Linked DNA regions of Mus musculus: region 1 is linked to region 2. A link is a contact called in public HiChIP or PLAC-seq data. All regions are on one chromosome and are shown on one strand. The core of a region is the stretch at or near the end of the contact, and the rest is flanking DNA. Distances in the headings are between cores, read along the strand shown. Region 1 has its middle 110 kb from the start of Gm51564. Region 2 overlaps Zmat4 (zinc finger, matrin type 4).

Region 1 (6,861 bases), core at 2,477-4,976, 410 kb after region 2:
GGTCTGTGCAGCTGTGCCCACTTGCTTTCCATATCTGCTTTGGGCAGTATTGTTTGTCTCCAGGATTGTTTGCTTGATGCTACAAACATTTCTGCTGTGAACATTCTGGGATGGGTGGTTATCTTCATTTCATGTATACACACATTCATGTAGGGAGAAGAATCTGTCTGCCCTAACTTACCAGTAATTTCAAATTTACTGAATGAGGGAAAACTGGTTTGTTTGTTTGTTTGTTTGTTTGTTTGTTTTTTACACTGGTCCCTATGGTATGCATTCCTATAAATGGAGTGCATTTTCCCCATAGTTTCTGTGAAACTAGATATTACCAACCTTCCCTGCTTGTCAATAATGGTGGCTGTGCGTTTGTCTGTCTCTCAAAGCAAGTTCAGATTACAATTTTCTGATTTATGACATCAAAATTGCAACAGTATTTGTATCCCAAGAACTTGATCAATGTTACCTCTGAAGGTAAAATTGAAGGTAAGATTAATCACGCTTTAATTTTGTAAGTGAATACACGGCAGGTTTATTGAAGTAATTAATCAATGAGAAATCAACAATGGAACTGGATAAAGCAATGTACGTAGTGAGCAAAGGGAGAAAAAGCGCTTAACGGAGGAAGGTTCATTTCCCTGGGAAACTTGGCAGGCATCCCACAGAAGAGTCAGCACAATGCTTGAGAGTTCCCCTTCTAGCCTACAGAAGTCCTTGGATGGCAGCAACAACGGCAAAGTCAAAGAAAAGCTTTTCCAGAGCAATGGGTAGGAGGATCCCCCCACCCCCCAGAGGACCACATTGTAACTATTTTAGGTTTGGCCTCTATCTTAGTCAGGGTTTCTATTCCTGCACAAACATCATGGCCAAGAAGCAAGTTGGGGAGGAAAGGGTTTATTTGGCTTACACTTCCATACCGCTGTTCATCACCAAAGGAAGTCAGGACTGGAACTCAAGCAGGTCAGGAAGCAGGAGCTGATGCAGAGGCCATGGAGGGATGTTCTTTACTGGCTTGCTCCCCTGGCTTGCTCAGCCTGCTCTCTTATAGAACCCAAGACTACCATCCCAGAGATGGTCCCACCCACAAGGGGCCTTTCCCCCTTGATCACTAATTGAGAAAATGCCTTATAGCTGGATCTCGTGGAGGCATCTCCCCAACTGAAGCTCCTTTCTCTGTGATAACTCCAGCCTGTGTCAAGTTGACACCCAAAACCAGCCAGTACAGCCTCTATTGACGAAACTCATGCTTGCCTCTGCAGCAGCCAGCAGAGACCTTGATGAGATCCAGCAGCTGCTGGTACCAGGCGTGATGAAGGAAGGAAGGAAGGGCCCTGCTGATGAAAGTCGCTTGCTGTGTTCTGAAAAAAAAAAAAAAATCCTCCATCAACTTACAAAATGTTAAAGAGTCTCTTCTTTGATTATAAAAAGCTCCAGAAATTAGTCTTGATCACGAAAAGCTGGTTTCATTGGGGAATGGACTTGGTTCATTTACATAGTTGCACAAAAACTGTTACTATTAAAAAGCCACGGCTGATATTGTTTGCAAAGTGAGAGCTCTGCGGTCTTGGCAAATTTTAAGAGCAGAAAATTAACAATTTGTGTGTGTTTGTTTATACACGGGTTCATGCATGTTCTTATGTGTGCATGCATGTTCATATGTGTGGATGCATGTTCATATGTGTGTATGCATTCAGGTGCAGACATAAACTTCAGGTGTTGTGTCTTGGAAGCCATCCACCTTGATTTTTGAGACAGGGTCTCTCACTAGCATGGTCCTTCCCAAGTGGGCTAGGTAGTCTTTTAAGCCTCCGAGATCCAACTGTCTCTGGGATTACAAGTCGGCACTACTAAACCCAGCTTTTGTGAGTAGGTTCTGAGTATCAAACATAGATAGATCTTTATGCTTTCAGAGCAAGCATATTACCTACTGCCTTACCCATCTCCCAAACCCAGAAAATTAAGTTCTCTTTGTTTTGTTTTATTCTCTCTTCTAAGCTAGAGCTGGGAAAGCAAACCCAAGACACTTATGCCCATGAGCTGTACCACAAGGTCTGTACGTGAGGGTGAACTCCTGTGTTGTTTGCCAAGATTCCTGGAACCTGCAGACAGCCTTTCTCCCTGACTGTAAGGGCCAGCAGCTTTAAGGCAAGGTGCCAAGCCTTGAAATGGGCATGAACCATGACTAGGGATAGCAATAGACTGACCACTGGACAGATACATAGACATGGAAGAGCCAAGATCAGGTGGTGCTATAGCTACTGTGGCGTGCCTCAGTAGGCACACAGCCAAAGGCACAAGTCTTGGCAGATGTAAATGCTACTCTTTTTTGAACAATGTGACCCTCAAAAAAAAAGAAACAACCAGTTACTTTTATGAAGTGTTTGGTAATTGTATATAAGCAGGTAAGACTGATCAAGGAGAGACACCTATGCACGTCTATCCAGTGGCTTGGTCACATTTCCCCACACCTCAGTGCTTCATCTATTCCTCATGTTGTGGTGACCCCCAACCACACAATTATTTTCGTTGCTATTGCATAGCTGTAATTTTGCTACTGTTATGAATCATAGTATAAATATCTGTGTTTTCTGATGATCTTAGAAGACCCCATGAAAGGATCATTTGAGCCCCAATGAGGTCACAGCCCACAGTTTGAGAAAGGCTTCCATACCTTTGTATACCAATGACTTCCTCTATTCTGGGGGCAGAGCATTTTTTCTAACTATTTGTAGTCCCAATAGTGTCTGTTCAAATAATTGGGTTAGGTTTCAGCCCTACAATATAGACAGAATTTAATATGTCACCGGGATTAACTAGCACATGCCCATGACAGCAGCCCCTTTAAATGAGAGCAGACATAATTGGGAATTAACTGGGACCCGCCTCCTGGGTGCTTGGCCCTACAATAATGACAGCACGGATGTGGCTCAGTTAAGTCAGCCCAAACTAGAAATGCAAAAGGCTTCAGATCACATCCTGTTTCTCTGGAAAATACTGCAAAAATGATCCTTGGTGAGCTTCAATCCCTCCACTTGCTAAAACATGCCTTGCATTTCTCTTGCTTGTAACAGCTGCCGTGATCTACATTCTTATCCTTAAGTGTGGCATTGAGCATGAACCCTGGGATAAGTGTAAGGCTCCATCCTAAACATGAACGAAATAAGAAAGGAGGATGCAGGGAGCAGGTGAAGTTCTGAGTGAATATGTATTTTTTGACACAGACTGCCAGTGCAGCCATTAGTGTTGTGGTTATTATTATTCTGAGGGTTTCCTACACCCCCCTTGCTGCCTTCAAATGTCAATTAGGGGTTTCTACCCCACATCAGACCGTCTAGTTCCCAAATAAAAGACACAGTGACCTTTTACTTTTGTAATAAGGCTTATAGCACTACAGCTGGGCAGATATCAACCCTCTAAGCTATCTTGTCTGCTTTCCTGCCTAAATCCCCATAAATGCTTGCATCTGTTCCATTTGTGCTGCTCCTAAGCTCATGGCCCTCATGGCCATGTGCTCATGGTCCATACTACCCTATGGTGTCTTCCTCCTTCCTTCTTCCTCCTTCCTCCTTCCTCCCCCCTCCTCCCGGCCTCCCCTTGTGGTGGTCCCTACCTCAGACTCCAAGCCCAGGAACTGAAGCTCTGCTGACTTCTCTTCTGCCCATCCCAGGATATAGGCATCTTTATTAGCCAACCAGGGATAATTAGGGAGCAAGGTTTTACATAACAAAAGCCTGTATACATCTGAATTCACTCGTTTTGGGGCAGGCAGAACTTGGGATGCCCTATTTAGCATTTAAATACACAGCAGCACCAGACACAAAGGAAAAGGATCAACTCACCAAGCTGCAGTGTGGCCCAGGCAAGTGACCAATCAGGCAGGCCCACTGCCCACCCAGAGCTCCATGCCCATGCGTCTATCACCTGCCAGCTGCTTGGCTTTGTCAGATGTAACATAAACACAGTTAAACCTAAAGCAAACATGGGAACAAGCTCTGGTCCCTTGGCTGAGTATCTAGCCCTTCCTCTCCATTTATTTACTTATTCATTCATTTTCCTGGGAACCAAAGTCATCCTTCCCGTCCACAGAAACCACAGACACACATCCCAAACACAGCCCAAGAACTAACTGATGAAGCTGTCTTGTCTGCAGCCCACTTTCACGCTCTATCTAAATCTCACCCAAATCGCCACAGATAACTCCCTGTCTCTACTTGTCCTGTGGCTTGTACTTCACGCTTAGAATTCCACATATCTCATTTGTGTTCATTTTTATCATTTGCTTTTTCCTTTATTTTCATGTTTCTCTTGGGAGTGTTCCCTCTTTTGACCAGTGAGAGTTTCCCACAGTCAGGTATTTGAGTCCCACAGTTCATGTCCTTGTGCAGGTGTCACTTGCCACACCCTGCGTAGCTCCATGGATTGGCCTAACTGGGTAGTGGGTGAACATGGAAACCACACATAGAAAAGATGGAATTAGGTGAACTGGGCTCTCTAATGAAAAACAGTCAACATGCTGCCTGTTTAGTGTGTTTATTATAGATAGTTGAACAGGGAAGTAGTGTTATTATATAATAGATGAGCAAAGACATGGGGTTATTGTATACAGCTGAAAAGGGAGGCAGGTATATATAATGTGGGTGGGAGCAGTCTCTGTTAAGGGGCCTAAACACCCAAGGGGAGAAAGCTATGATGGACATTTCCTGCATATGCTTTAAACAGATGCCCCAAAATCAGGGGAAGGCCTTGTCATTTCCCATGGAGCTAAGGCTTTGAAATTCTTACTACGGCCATGCATAGGTCAAACAATACACATTCACTCAGGACTTTTCTCATTCCCTATAGAAAGGGACAATAAACCCTATGTCAATGGCTTTATGGAAAACATTTTAAAACTGGAGGATCATGAGGTGTTTGTGGCAACTCTACAGACAGCATATAAGGTGATTATGTATGCCTGTCTTCTAATGGAGTCATATTTACACAAATAGTAGCATTTCACTGACAGATGTATACTTTAAATCTTAGGATGTACTCCAGCTTCTTTTTATCAGATATCATGGAAGGGGAAAAATATAAACAGATCAATATTCTGAGACAAAGTTATCATTTTTAGCCAAGGGAAATTGAGTTCTGGCTTTGGATCAATATAATTGTCTTAGTCAGGGTTTCTATTGCTATGATGAAACACCATGATCAAAAGCAACTTGTGTGTGGGGGTGTCATGTATCTGGCTTGCACTTCCATATCTCTTTTCATCACAGGACAATCAGGACAGGAAATCAAATAAGGCAAGAACCTGGAGGCAGGAGCTGATGCAGAGGTACTGGAGGTGTGCTGGTTACTGGCTTGCTCCTCATGACTTGCTCAGCCTGCTACTTATAGAACCCATGACCACCAGGTCAGGGATGGCTCCACTCACCATGGGCTGGACCCTCCTTCATTAATAAAAATACCCTACAATCTCACCTAGGACCTGAACTGATGGAGGCATTTTCTCAGTTGAGGTTTTCTCCTCTCAAATGACTTTAGCTTGTGTTAGTTGATATAAACCTACCCGTCACAGTACTATTTGATACTAAATGGATTGTTCATCTTTTAAAAGCCCTTGAATAAAGTCATCAGAAGAGTGTCGTCTTTAGGAGAATCCTCACATCTTATTGCAGACTCATTTTCAACAATACTGGAATTGAGGCAGAGCTCCCTCCCGAAGGAATACGTACTTTGTTCTTTGTTAATTGCATTTGTGAAACAAAGATTTCTGGTTTCTTTGGAAACTCAGTTGTGTCATATGATGGTTTGTTGTTGTTGTTGTTTTGTTTTGTTTTGTTTTTGAAGCTGAGATGTTTTGCTGAAGCAGAAGACATGTGATGTTTGGAAAGAATGAAAGTAAAACCCAACAGACAGTGACCAATGCTCTTGCATTGGCTTGACTTGCAACACTTCGATAATCTTCACTGATCTTCTCTTGTCATGACTTCATAAAGAAGAAATGCAACAAAGAACTTTTCGTGGTATTCTGGCTGCTTCTTATCACTTCTACAGACTCATGCCAATTCCGCAGAGCCTTGAGGTTTCTCCTAGAGGGAGCCACAGATACTAATTCATGTTTGATGTTTGCCAATTGGACTAGACTGCTGCTACTGAACTGTGTTTGGAATTGCCCCAAAGTACATCCACAGGTACTACAGGTCCACATCCCATTCATCTTATTAACCATCTTTCTCCCCTACTTTAGGTGGGTGGGATGGAAAGTAGGTTGAAGTGTTCAAGAACCCGTATTAAAGGAGGTTTTGAAAAAATTCTAAGAGTTTACATTTTACAACAATAAGAACAATGAAATTATTTATTTAATTTTAAACAAAACCATTCCTTTGCCCAACCAAAGTACCTCATTAGCTTTCATGCTAAATGGCACCTTGATGTTTTCACTGTTCTGAGTAGGCTCTCATGTTAACTCACACGTTCACCCATGCATGGAGGATGTCACAGAAAGGCCTAGGATAGTGTTCCTCAACCTGTGGGTCATGCCCCCATTCTGCATATCAGATATTTACACTATGATTCACAGCAGTAGCAAAATTACAGCTATGAAGTAGCAACAACGATAATTTTACAGTTGGTGGTCACCCCAACTTAAGGAGCTATATTAAAGGGTTGCAGCATTAGGAAGGTTGAAAACCACTGACTAGGAGGTAAATGACTATGGTTAGCTTGTGAATGGACTTGAAGGGCTTCTTTGCATCTATAGGTTAGACTTTATAGGTCAATTTTACTTATATACCTTCTGCCTTCTTAAAGTGGCAAAATGGACACTTGTTAACATTAAGAAGTATAGCCAACCCTCTGACACATAACAAAATAAGAAGC
Region 2 (6,692 bases), core at 2,102-4,601:
GTTCAGGTCTTCAGTGCCCCTGTGTTCTTGAACTCTTGAACGCAGGCTTTCAGGTTTACCAAGGTGACAGTATCCATCCTGGTCAAGAGGGAGAGACCAGATTTCAGTGTGCACTGGACCTTCACAACCAAGCCTAGAAGTATATATACATCACTTATACACAGAGATTAGCCATATGATATTTTGGATATAAGAGTGGACTTTAGTCTAATCTTTTTTAACTGGAGACTGAACCAAAAAAAAAAAAAAGAGCTATCTGTGACATAGAATATAGATGCTTCATTTTCAAACAATCCTGCCTTCATTGGTATATACATGGTGTCTGTTATTTATCTTCTGGCATCTATATGCCATCCATCCATCCATCCATCCATCCATCCATCCATCCATCCATCCATTCACCCATCCATCCATCCACCCATCTGTCTGTGTGTCTATTTGTCTGTCATCTCTGTCATCAGATTATCACTTTCACCATTTACCATCTGTAATAGCAGAATGAGCACCCACACGGCATCTTCTGAAGCAAGGATTAGATCTGGTAGCATCCTACTCCTAGCTATCTGGTTCTTTCTTGCCCCAATCTTGTTCCTCTCTCACTTGAGGTAACATCATCTTGTATCCTGTGTTTAATTATTCCCAAACATTGTCTGAATTGTATCTTACCTGGATGGATGCCTATGGCTTAAAAATATCTTTGTGCTCTCTTTCCATGTGATTATTAGGTGGCCATGGTGCGTCCATATTCCGCTGTCTCACCGTGTTGTATTTATGTAGCCAATCTATCTCAGTTTATTTATCTATTCTCTGTGCGTATGTGAGGTGTACAAATTTTGCTATTTGAAGAATGTGCCATCCTCATACTTCACCTGCACCACATTGTACATAAAATAAGCAAGCAAGATCTTTTCCCCCTGCTGCTCTACATTGTACATTAGCAAGATCTTTTTCTCCCAGTAAAATGGTGTGAGTAGGACTGTTGGGTTTGTAGGATAATGCTTAGCTTTCAAGCTATCTTGTTAAAAGATCCCGTGTCCACACCTTCTACAGCACTTAAGATAGCCCGACACACTTGCTGTCACCTCACTGTCACACTTGCTGTCACCGGTCTCCTCACTGATTATTCATGAGCACAAGATGTACACAGTAACCTTTACCCGGCTCATTCCCACAGTGGTTGAATTCTCTAAGCCACCAGCATTTCCGCTGCACAGGCTGAGACAAGATGTGTCACAAGACCTCAAACCAGCTCTCAGATTTGAATGGACGTTCTCCTTAATGGATGGAACAGACAGTGAGCTCTGAAAAACTTCTTGATGGGTAGCCAGACCTTCCCCCCAACCCCTGACATATTTTAGTTACTGGATGGAATTAATTAGTTCAATAATTAAAAAGTGAATGGTTAATTAAAATTTAAATTCAAGTGGCACTTTGGCCCCTTTAGAGGTCCTACAGTTTGTTGGTGCCCGGAAGGAAGGTGGTGAGACAATTCAGGGCCGGGCAGTTTGGATTCCTTGAAAAAGGTCCCATTAAATTAGCATGCTGTCATGAAGGAAAGACAGACATAGATATGTCTGGCTGACCAGCTACCTATGCAGTAGCCAAGTAACCAAGGTTCAAAGCCAAGCAATGGTTGGCAATGCTGCCTTATGTCACCTTTGGAGGCAGGCACTGCCATCCAATGATGGCTGCATTGAAGACAGGGCAGCCCTGTCTTTACAGATCATGCAAATAATATACAGTAAAGGAATGCCGGCTTATCTATAAACTGTAAGTTTGGAGACTTGTAGCCAATGTTGAAAAGAAGTGCTAGGATTTTTATTTATTTACTTATCTATCTATTTATGGCTAATTAAAGAAATCCACTTTTCTTGAACATTCACCAGCTTCCTTTGGAAATTGATGGCCCCACAATGAACTATTGCCTTGCTTTAAGATTTATTATTATTATTATTATTATTATTATCATTATATTTTAAAGTGTATATGTGTGCACACGTGGGTACAGGTGACTATGGATGCCAGAAACTCTCAGAACTGGAGTTAAAGGTGGTTGAGAGCTGACCAACATGGGTGCTAGGAAGTCAACCCATGGCCCTCTCCAGGTGCAGCGTATATGCTTGACCACTGTGCCATCGCTTCCTCAATTGAATGGTGGGGGGATGGGGGGTAGGGTCTGACTCTCTAAAATGTGTGTGGCATTGATTTGATTTAATGAATGACAAACTGGGCTGTGCTTCGATCTCTCACTTTCCCTCCCCCACCTTCGCTGTCCTCCTGGGCATAGGAGCCTTCTGTCTCATTATTTCTGTCTGTCCTTCCTTGTGTGGTGTTGGCTCTGGTTTTACTCTGACTTGATATGGAAAAGGAACTGAAAACCCAAGATCTCTACCCTTTGTCCACCCAACTGATGAAGGTACTGGGGTTTATTCAGCAGTGTCTTGCAGAAGCAAACGTAGTTTTCCCTGATCATAGTTTCATTAGCTTGCTAGGCCCATCATCTGGGCATAGACAGATTTGTTACTACTGGGCACACCAGGCTTTTCCCCAGACTGATGGTAAGTATCTTCTAGAAGCCTAGACAGAGGGTTTTCCCCCCTCTACCAGGCCTTTTTGCCTCTGGCACTTGCTTACAGCCCAGTCTTACTGTTAGGTGGAGGGGGACTTCTAGTATTGACATCACCTTGGCCAGAACCTTAGGGGTAGTATGGTGAATGATTCTCCATGAGATCAGAATCTTAGAAGTTCATTAACAGTGCACTAACCTTGAAATCCAAGCAGTGCTAGGCATGTTGACAATACCCAATCAAATCCGAGTAACGAGTAGAGGGGCAATCTACCAGGCTGTGACATGTCTGAGACTTTGGTTGATGACATTTGGTGAGTGGCATGAGATTCCTGAGGGACTTACAAAGAACTACAGAGAAAGGCCGAAGCTGTGGCCTCATTGCTCAGCACCCATTCTGCTGACATCCCACACGCGGGATCTGTGGGTCAAATTTGCCCATCCAAAGGGAAAGGAGCCTGAGAGGAGGAGTGGCTGTGAGCCAGGCACCTGCTGCAAGCACTGTGGCTTGCCTCAGAGTTTGGCCAGAGTGCCACTGTCCTGCAAGCTGGCAGTCTGATGCTGCCTTCCTTCCCAGATGCCACTGGGGCCAGGCTGGGCACACAGGAGAGAGGCTGACAGATGTGGTTCTGGGTACATAAGAGAGAAGCTGACAGATGTGGTTCTATTGCCAGGGTACCCAGCAGTGGCACGTGCCTGTGAGTCAGGAACCACAGAGCCTAGTCTTACAAGGGAAGAGAGTGGCGCCCTTAAGGGGCAATTACTCAAATGGTGTGAGTCAGTTTTGCTCCTGCTGAGCAAACACAGAGCAAGGGAAAAATGTGGGGGTAGAAACAGGGCGCTCTCAGCTCAGGGTAGGAAACAGAACTTGTGGGTGTAGCTGGTTGATGGCTGGTGAGGGTGTGAACCACCAAATTCCTTTATTGGAACATTAGGCCTCCTGGCCAGAAGGATGGCTGTTATTTGGAGAAGCACAGACTCCCAAAGGTTCTTCAAGATGAGCATATCTTTGACCTTCACCCTACACAAAGGCACGATGGGAGATCTTTTATGGGGGAACGTGGGCAGGAGGATGACACTGAAATTCTAGCACAGGCATCCTTACGTGTTCTGCTCCTACTGAAGTCTGCTTGCGACCCTGTCCTCTGGCAGGATTTCGGAACCTACTTTCATTTTTGGAGTAATGTTTTTGGCTTTTTTTCCCCATTTCCCTGCTTAGTCTGCTGCCACGGCAACCAGCCCTGCATCACTGCATCATCCTCTTGGCTTGGAGGGAGATGCAGTGGAGACAGGACAGAGCCATCATCAGAGGCTCTGGGGTGCCTGAGGAGTTACAGAGGAGCACGTTGACTTGTATTTTGAAGCATCCGGTCTGCCTTCCAATTCTTTTTGTCTTTGTTGCTAGGTAAGCTAGTGGAGTAGGCTCTAGTGACAGAGACCTGGAAGAAGAAGGAGGAGGAGGAGGTGAAAAACAGGCATAGCTAGAAAGTATGGGAGATAGCATCAGGGGTCAGGGGATAGAAGCCAAAAAGGACAACAGAACAATCCAGAGCTTATTTGTTTTGTCTTGAAGATGGGCCAGTCCTCATTCTAACCCCCACCCCCACCCCCCGACTTTCTGAGCATAGTTTTTTTTTGTTTTTTGTTTTGTTTTGTTTTGTTTTTTGAGACAGGGTTTCTCTGTATAGCCCTGGCTGTCCTGGAACTCACTTTGTAGACCAGGCTGGCCTCGAACTCAGAAATCTGTCTGCCTCTGCCTCCCAAGTGCTGGGATTAAAGGTGTGAGCCACCACGCCTGGCTTCTGAGCATAGTTTTAATACCAATAAACCAGAACAGAAAAAAACAAAACCAAAAAACTTGTAAGTTGCTTTGGTGGTATTGTAAAATGTGGAAGGTGCATTTGATTTGAAAGCATTCTTAGGGGATCATTGCAGAAGATAAGAGCTCAGGTTGTCTCTGTTGAATACTGGGAAGCAGAGGCTAGAGATGCTGAGAGCAGCCTAGTTATTTCATGGTGGGCAGGAAGGGCATATGGCAGAGAGAGGGGGTGGGGGGTGGGGTTGAGGGTGAGGGTGCCAGACTGGATCAGAAGGCCTGGTTGGCTTGGGCATGGAATGCCATAGTTCCTCAAAGGGTCAGGCTAAATTGAAAATAGTAGTGGGTACCTGATCTGAAGGTTGTCATGTGTCCATATCTGAAATCTTGTGGATATAAACATGGATGCAGAACGTCTATGAGATGGTGGCAAGTCATAGCTCTGATCAGGCCAAGAAAGGGAAGTCTAGGCACTGAGGTCAGAAATGGCCCCTTAACTCATCTGTCCTGGGCTTTCAAACACTTTTTTTAATGGTCCTGGACAGAGGGACCATGGCATAGACTAAGCTGCACACAGAGAGCGGAGAAAGGCAGCCCAGCTAGGGGATGCCCCTGTGGACAGAAGACTCATCCTTGGCCTGGAACACTGACTGTCATGTTGGAGACTCAGGAACCTTCAGGCAAGTTAGTCAGCCCCAAGTCTCAGTGTTTTCACAGAGAAAATAAGGCTTTCCGAAGGGCTGGTGTAGGGGGAAGCCCCAGGCAAAATCTTTACTTCCAGATCAGGAGAGTTCGCAAGGATCACGTACTGTTAGGAATGCACTTAGAGGAGCTGCCATGGTGGCTCTCTGGACTTGGAGAGATCACAGAGCAGCCTCTGTGACACCTGCAGGGCTCTTTTTTTTCAACTTTAATAGATATTATTTTATATTTATATAGCGCCTTCTTTAAGAACCTTTTAAATGCTTTACGGACTTCCTCTCTAATTAATCCCCCAAACAACCCTGTGAGGTAGGTATTACTCCCATTTACAATAGGGAAATGGAACCACAGAGCGGTTAGGTGACTTGCCCAAGGTCACACAGCTAAGCTCCCTGGAGAGCAAGGACTCCAGCACCTTGCCTCCCAGCTCCCAGCCACATCCCTCCTGAGAGAATCTTTACTGAAAAGCATCTTTACACAAAGTATCAGGAGGAGCATGTTATGAAAGTGAGGTCTTCCTGTGGCCATCATGGAAAGAAAAACTCGACACTGACGGCTGAGGCCGTAAGGCCATCTGCCATAGCACATTTCCTTGCCCCTTCCTAAGCCACCCAGCTCCTGTCTTGAGTAACCTTCTAAAGGCGAAGTTCCCATGACCGAAGCTGCATGACAGAGGTGGGCTTCACTTAGAATATTTACTTTTAGTTGTGATAAATCATAGAAACTTTTGTTCTAATATACAAAATTTGGGACAGCTGCCCAAGCAAACATGTACATAATTTCACAGCTGCCAGCTGTGTCTGAAATTTGCATCTGCCCTCATCATAATTGCAGGCAAACAAACAACAATCCCCTAAAAGGTGTGCTGGGCCAGTCACCTTTCTTTCTCACTCCCTATACCCGCCTTCCCCAGTCCCCAACCCAAACCCTGTATGTTTTCTAAGTTTCCCAAGTCTCTGATAAAAATCCAAAATGTCTTACTCAGATCCATCTGCACTATGAATAAAAAGTAAATTTAGAGCCAACATCCAGGTGTCCTTCCCCTGCAAACCGTCCAGTGCAGACCTGAGCCAAACCTGCGGGGCTCTTAGGTTGGGAATGGCACAAGTCTTAATTCCTGGCCTTAAATGGCTACTGAAAGGAGAAAGTAGGTGGAAGGTGGCTTATTAACCACCTGGATGGCCTCCATAGCTAATGGTAGAGTGATGACCACACAGTGAAGACCGTCAGGGCTTCTTTCTTCAGAGAGCTGGGGTGAGGTTGATGCCCCCCACCCCCAATGGAGCATGGCTACTCAGACATCTTGGATCAGCCACAGCAATAAGATGTGCACTAAGATTGCTGGTGCATATGGCTTGCTGCCAAACCTTGAAGTATGTATGCTTCCTCCTGTGGCCCCTAGGGAGCAGGCTCTGGGGGGAAGAACAGACATTGGAGAGGGGGAGACAAATTCAAATCAAGTTCCCCCAGTGAGGTTTGGTACTTCCAGTGATAAAAATAGACCGTAGACATTTCTGGAGTGTGGGGTCTTCACAGGCCCCAAGCTGGCAGGAGGGGTTGTCAGTTGTGCTTCGCTGTCTGAGGATGGTCCAGGTCATAGAATGTCAA

Evidence for each region. HiChIP or PLAC-seq counts read pairs in DNA pulled down with a chosen protein or histone mark.
Region 1: a contact with region 2 is called in an H3K27ac HiChIP or PLAC-seq map of VIP interneurons, with 3 times the contacts expected there. The contact joins two enhancer-like sites. A contact is called at or near these places in 1 of 484 Hi-C or Micro-C datasets (cerebellar granule neurons), 2 of 115 datasets of contacts at active chromatin or transcription factors (VIP interneurons and embryonic stem cells) and 1 of 9 other capture datasets (embryonic stem cells).

What each region holds. Positions count from the first base shown.
Region 1 is chr8:24,149,440-24,156,300 of GRCm38.p6, forward strand. No RefSeq gene overlaps it. Among named protein-coding and RNA genes, the nearest start is that of Gm51564, 110 kb to the left of the region's middle. Within about 2 kb of position 3,727, at least 18 of the 459 cell types and tissues checked have an H3K27ac peak or open chromatin away from gene starts, as enhancers often do. A contact at or near this core is called in VIP interneurons, where this site is marked.
Region 2 is chr8:23,737,535-23,744,226 of GRCm38.p6, forward strand. The region is part of intron 1 of Zmat4 (zinc finger, matrin type 4); the gene reads left to right. Among named protein-coding and RNA genes, the nearest start is that of Zmat4, 71 kb to the left of the region's middle. Within about 2 kb of position 3,352, at least 43 of the 459 cell types and tissues checked have an H3K27ac peak or open chromatin away from gene starts, as enhancers often do. A contact at or near this core is called in VIP interneurons, where this site is marked.